2 separate regions of the Anas platyrhynchos genome follow, and region 1 is linked to region 2. Evidence: chromatin contacts called from public Hi-C data. All regions are on one chromosome and are shown on one strand. Each heading gives the region's core, a stretch centred on a gene start, on an enhancer-like site or on the middle of the called end of the contact. The rest is flanking DNA. Distances are from core to core; before and after follow the strand shown.

Region 1 (2,977 bases), core at 417-2,916, 140 kb before region 2:
TGGCTCCATGCCTGAGCTAAATGCTGCCCTATCCATCAGCAGTTTGGCTTCTCATTCATGTGATGGGCTTGATCTTGAAACCATCTGTTTTCCCTCAGCTTGCGTTCAGCTTTCACTTGGACAGCAGAGGCCTTTCCAGCTACAGCCCCTGGGCATGGGGTTGAGAAATCCTCTCCCTTTGCTGCTCTCTGCAGCTGAAAAGCAAGTCTGACTGCAAACACATGCCAATGAACCTTCCTTTCCAGGTAGAGATGGGTCTGGCAGGACTTGCTATGGAGAAAGACCAGAGAAGTAGCAATGGGGCAGAGCTCAGAGGATGCAGTTGGATGCTCAGGCTGGATCCCTGCAGCAGGGCAGATCCCAAGCAGTTTAGAAATGTTTGGTCTGTGCTAACCTCACACCGAATGGAAAAGGTCTGTGTGAGCATGCTTGCACACCTCCACAATAGAGATCACCAGTGGATCATCTCGAGCCTCAGCTGGGGAGCTGGGCTCTGGAATGCACCTCTCACATTTGCTTGCCTGGGAAACACATGGTGGAATCAGGCCACAGACAGCTTCTTCTGGGCACTGCCCTGTAGTCCCATGTCCCCGGCCAGGTCTGACCTCAGCAGACTGTCACCAGGATGGTTTCTTGTATGTCAGAAAAGGCTGACCGGGTTCTGGGGACAGCCCACCAGCCTGGCAGGAGGGGATCTGGTACACCTGGCAGTCCTTGCTTGAGGGCCCTCTCCACCAAACTGGAGTTTTTTTTTCTGGGACCTGGCTCCTGGAAGCTGGGCTGCAGTGCAGGGCAGAGGGAAGGAGCTGTGCAAATCCAGTCTCCTTCCTGGGGAGCACTCAGAGTTCAGCTGAGCTGCACCAAACCAGCTCCAAAAATCCTCATAAACGAGGTGCACAACCCTGTGCACCCCTAGTGCTGCAAGAGGGGGAAAAAGCTTTTCCTGCAGATGTTTCCCATTCACTGGGACAAATTTGGACCTGGTATAAGGCAGGGCAATGCACAGGGGAGCTGTATTAGAAATAGCCTCCCATGCTGACACCCAGCTCAATAACTCCTGTCCGACCTGGCGGGGACGTGATGTGATACCCCTTCAATCTCTCAGTCGCTTATCGTGCCAAGTTTGCAAGATCAGGTGAGGTGCCATACAGTGATGATAACGAAAACCAGCTGCTGGGGAAGCGCCTGGAGACATCAGCAAACTGTCAGGCTCGGGATAAGCAGCGTCTCCTAGAGCACGGAGACAAGATAGCTGCATCGCTGGGAGGGTCCCGCAGAGGTCACCTCGCAGGAGCGGCTGCGGGGGAGATTTTCCTTTTAACCCTTCGCTTGGCACCGTGCAAACCCAGATCGCCCGCAGCAAGCTGCTGAACGACGCCAGGCAGCCGAGCCCCCTCCTCACTGCCCCCGCCGCCGCCAGGGGGCAGCGGCCGGCCGCGCTGCGGGGCCCGGAGCGCCGCGAACGGCACCGGGCTGGGCACCGGCACCGGGACCGGCACCCGGCGTCGCAGCGCCCCGGACCCCGTCCCCGTGCCCGCACAGGGCCGCTTGGTCCCCTCGCTCCGCGTTCCTCTGGCAGAAGGGGTTCGCTTATTCTGGCTCCTGGAGCTGACCCTGAGCAACCGCACCAAACGCTGCTCGAAAGCGGCTCTCGCCTCTGCTCGCTGCCTTTCAGAGGGGCTGTCAGCGAGCAGTGACTCACGGAGAAACCAGCGCACCCGTTCCGACCTGGGCATGCTCCCCTGGCAGCAGCCACTCAAGCCATTAAATGCATTTCTGGGAGCACCACCAGCTGCACAGCACAGCACTGGTCCGGCCTCCTGGCACCTCTGCCCGGAGCAGAGCCGCTAGCAAAGGAGCATCCTCCCAAAGGGCCAACGTCGGGAGGGCCCCTCAGCACGCAGCAGGCAGGCAGCCCAGCTAGCAGCTCTTGAACTGAGTTTAAAGCAGCTCAGGCAGATCAGACACAGCACCCAGTTCTGTCCAAGAGTCCTACCAAAGCTAGGGAGCATAAAAGCAACTTCAATCACAGAAATTAATTGGGAGCCCTGACACAACCAAACTCCTTAAGAGCTTTAGGGCTGGCAGAAACCCTCCCTGCGCTTCACTTTCTGAACACAGTACCCATTATTTTGGCAGATCGGTGATTTCCAGAATCTGCCCGAGCTGTGAGATCTCTCAGACAGGCACTGTCATTTCTCACCTAGTTTTGCAGCATTTGCTGTCTTTCCCAAACCAGCAGCTGCATCGTGACACCCTTGGGTAGGGACTTTCCTTTTGTTGGCTTTATCCCTGCATAACAGCAGCAACAGAGCAAAGAGAACAACATCAGCCCTTTCCTGCGAGGAAAGGCAGCCGCCTGCCCAGCTGCGCTGTCACTGCTCATCTCAGGTCCCAGAGGCTTGAGAGAACCCGCCCTGCCCTGGGCACAGTCCAGCTGATTCTGCCTCAGCCAGGCAGCCTGCAGGGCTCTTGAGCTGCTAGAAGCCCTACCCCATCCAAAGACCTTTTTTCTCTTTGGCATCTGCATCCCAGCACTGGTGGCATTTGTCCTCAGCCAGCAGGTGACTGAACAGCCCCCAGGGCACATCAAGTCGCGTATTGTAAGACAGCAACTTCGGGCTTCACTGGAAGCACACTTTTTAACCTCCAGATGCATTTGGGATCATCCAAGGGGCTGCTGTTGGCACAGAGCCTGGTGGTTTGGCAGATACAACTCTAAAGAAAAGGGGGAGGAGGGAACTGGTGGAAAAATGTCCCCTCCAGTCCTCTTGTTGAATTAAACCACATGTATATTTTTAAAATACAGCGGAAAGGAACAACTCTCCGGCACATGTTTGAGAGCAGTGTCTTATTTCAGAGATTTCAAAAAATTAGTGGCTGAATACTGAAACAATATAGCCTTTAGATGGAGGGCATTTGGAAGTGATTAACAAGCCTGAACTCATGCATTCAAAATAAAAAGTTAGTACCTCAC
Region 2 (3,230 bases), core at 338-2,837:
TAGTTTTATGTCCACAGCATGATTACCTGGCTGTGGCAATCCAGAGCATGCAGCAGCAGCTGCTCACAGCATGCTGTAAGGTACTAACAGTTCCTGCACATCAGGACAGTCTGATTTCACTCCTATCTAGCATAGCAACTCTCAGAAAAACAAAACAAAACCAAATCCACAAAAAACTCATATATTTAGTCCTTTAACAACAGGATTTGATAGTTTCTACATCAAGAAACTGAAAAAGAGATCTCCTTGTTCATGACTCCTAAACGGTCTATCATCAAGACAAGTTAACTCACACAAACGAGTTTGTTTTTTTAATTTCCCTTAAAAAAATAAAAATAAAAATAAAACCACCACCACCAACAAAAACAAACAGGTGTTATTAATAGTCAAGCTTATTTGAGCAAATAACGGTTTTTATAAACTTTTCTTAAGTAGCCATACTTGTTTAACAGTTCACTAACTCTGGAAAATCACATTCCTATGATCTTGCTTATGGATTTCATAAGCACTTATTTTTGTTCCTTGGCCTACACGGCTAGAGAGAAAGTTGTTATAAACTGTTACATTCTGGTATTTGCATTTTTCTTCTTAAAATGGTTTCAACTACCTTAAGAACTCAGAAATACACAAGTACTATTTTAATTGTTATTAGTGCTGGCCCTGCTCACCCCAAGCTTGATAGCTTGTGATTAAGCATTGCAAAGATCTCAAACAATGAACTGAAATGTATTTCATGTGCACAGGTGTAACAACAATTTGGTATCAGGGCATTAGAAAAAGACCTTGTATTGTTCTACCGCTCAGTTTATGATTTAAGCATTTTACAAGAACAGAAACGTACGGCATCATTTCATGGCAGCGATTCACCATCACCGTTTTGAACTTTACTGTTATCTAAAGCAACAGAATTATGTTCTAGTCTAACCACTCAGGGCATTGATTCCAGAAGTCAAAGCCATTTTGAACTTCTGGAGGACATGCAACCATTCTCAGTTGGCATTTTACTTCTAAAATCCATTCCATATCTGAAAAATGAGAGATGTTTCTGAAAATCAGGAATAAATAAAAGCAGATGCAGTGTTGCTTGTAAATAACAATTCAAGCCAAACACGTTTTAATGGTCAAATTAAACATGTTAAATATGGATTTAGATATCAAATAACAAGCAAATACAAAAAGAACCCAAACTATAACCCCCAAGTACAGAATAAATGGGGCACAATGGGCGGGGGGGAGGGGGGGGAAGAGGCGGACACCCTCTACCTTACAACTTTGCTATTGGATGGTGACAAAGCTTAAAAAAAAAAAAAAAAAAAGGGAGTTATGAGCAATATACAAAGAGCTTGAGAGCTTGCTGGCACCGAATGGTTACTGCAGGCTTAACTCCAACACTGACTACGGGAAAATAACACGGGCGCAGCCAGCTGCAGGACGTGCGCCTGCTGGGGGCCTGCGGGCGCTTACCTGCAGGTGCCGGCCCGCTCCCCGCAGCTCTCAGGTGACCGCCGGCCCCCGCCGGCCTCACCCGCGGCTCCCCCCCTCTCCCCTCCGCTCCCGGCTGCGCCGCACGACGCCCCCCGGGCCCGCACGTGCTCAGCCCCGAGGTGCGGGGCGGGCCGGCAGCGCCCCCTCCCTGCACGAGCGCGCGGGACACCGCGGCGCGCGCCCCGCCTCGCCTCGCCCCGCCGCGCGCCCCCGGCCGCCCCCGCGCACGAGCGGACGGGAACGCGCTCGGCCGTGCCCGCCGCGGCTCCGCCTCCCTCCAGCGCTCGCCCGGTGCTGCGGGTGCTCCTCGCAGAGGGCGAGCTCGAGCTGCAGCAGCTCGCTGAGGTTTTCCCACGTTCTCCTTCCTGTATCGCTCTTCCCAGGGGAAGCTGAGCGCCACCACGGGGAGCTCGGCCGCCGCGCGCCTGGGCTCCAAGGACCCCGTCCCTTTCAGCCCCAAAGGTGAAAATCAGCCCCGGGGGCTGGTGGCAGAGTTGAGCGCTCACGGGGAAGAAAGAACCCACATGCACAACAGACATCCAAAATGGCTCAACATAATTTATTTTTTATGTTAAAATGTACAGAGTTCTTTTGAAAGTACTTGCTAGAAAGGGGAAAAAAAAGTGATATTACATACAAGTAGAGGAAGGGAGACCATCCAGCCAGGAGCGTATGACATGGAGAATTACAAAGGCATCTAGGCACCCCCTTCCCCTTAGCTTACAAGTCACCATGAACAAAGTACAAAGAGGTTACAAAACAGGAAAAGCAAATATAAACAGACAGGAATAGACTCAGCTTCATTTGTACATGCGGCTTTTAGAGGCATCTGGAGCTCCTATTCACACACTCTAGAGATCTCTTTAAAGAGAATTTTTATCTTTCTTAAAATAGTTTTTAATATTCTACAACAAAGATAAAAAATTTTAAAGATGGAATGAAATGAAAAAGCTCTTATTTTAAAAGGCATCAAAGTCACTAACAGTGAGATTTTTTTTTTAATTTCTTTTAGAAGATTACCCAAGTTATCTTGCTAAAAATACATATTTTATTTTATTTTTAAACAGAAGTGAAAAATGGTAGGTACCAATATTACTGCGTTGGATAATTTCTTTTTATATATAGAAAAGAACATTTTTTCTACAATAGTTCTACAGTCACAAAGGCTTGTGGAAAAGGGAGCTGCCCAATTGATTTAAAAAAAAAAACAAAAATAAAACATAAAACCAAAAAAAAAATACAAAACCAAACCAAACATAACAGCAAACAAACTAAACTCACGGCCCTCATTTCAACAGCTTCTCCTCCTGCTGCAGACCCGTGCCTGCCCCACTACCCCCAACAGTCAGGAAGCAGTGACACAGCTACGATTTAGGAAGGAGAGGGCAGCACAGTGCGCTTTCTACATGGGATATTTGGAACTGGAATAGTATATACAGAGAAATGGGGTCCTACACAGCCTTGTACATGCTCAAAACTAAACAGAAATAAGAAGTGGAAGTCCTTTGAATTCTGCCTTTTATGGTTAGCAGTTATTGGAGGAAAAGTCCATTTTAGTGCATCTGAAGAAACCCAACTTTTAGATTCTTTTGGTTTTAAAACAAAAGAAATTAGTCTTAATGTGTCTGCATTTCTACTTCATATACAATTAAAAAACAACAAAACTCTACCTTAAAGGGTATCCCTTTTTGTATTGGGTGACATGCCAGCAACTGCTGTCTCTATCACAGAGCAGTGTAGCCAGA

The links. Hi-C and Micro-C count contacts between places; a contact is called where the count stands out from the background.
Region 1: a Hi-C map of subcutaneous adipose tissue shows a contact between it and region 2, with 1.6 times the contacts expected there. The contact joins the enhancer-like site here to the promoter of ANK1 in region 2. A contact is called at or near these places in 3 of 8 Hi-C or Micro-C datasets (liver, skeletal muscle and subcutaneous adipose tissue).

What each region holds. Positions count from the first base shown.
Region 1 is chr23:350,125-353,101 of IASCAAS_PekinDuck_T2T, reverse strand. No RefSeq gene overlaps it. Among named protein-coding and RNA genes, the nearest start is that of ZMAT4, 18 kb to the left of the region's middle. Within about 2 kb of position 1,666, at least 1 of the 8 cell types and tissues checked has an H3K27ac peak or open chromatin away from gene starts, as enhancers often do.
Region 2 is chr23:209,506-212,735 of IASCAAS_PekinDuck_T2T, reverse strand. It overlaps ANK1 (ankyrin 1), which reads right to left and starts at 1,587. Exons shown (of 44, transcript XM_027443542.3): 1 at 1,465-1,587. KAT6A (lysine acetyltransferase 6A) reads right to left here. Exons shown (of 18, transcript XM_027443577.3): 18 at 2,024-3,230.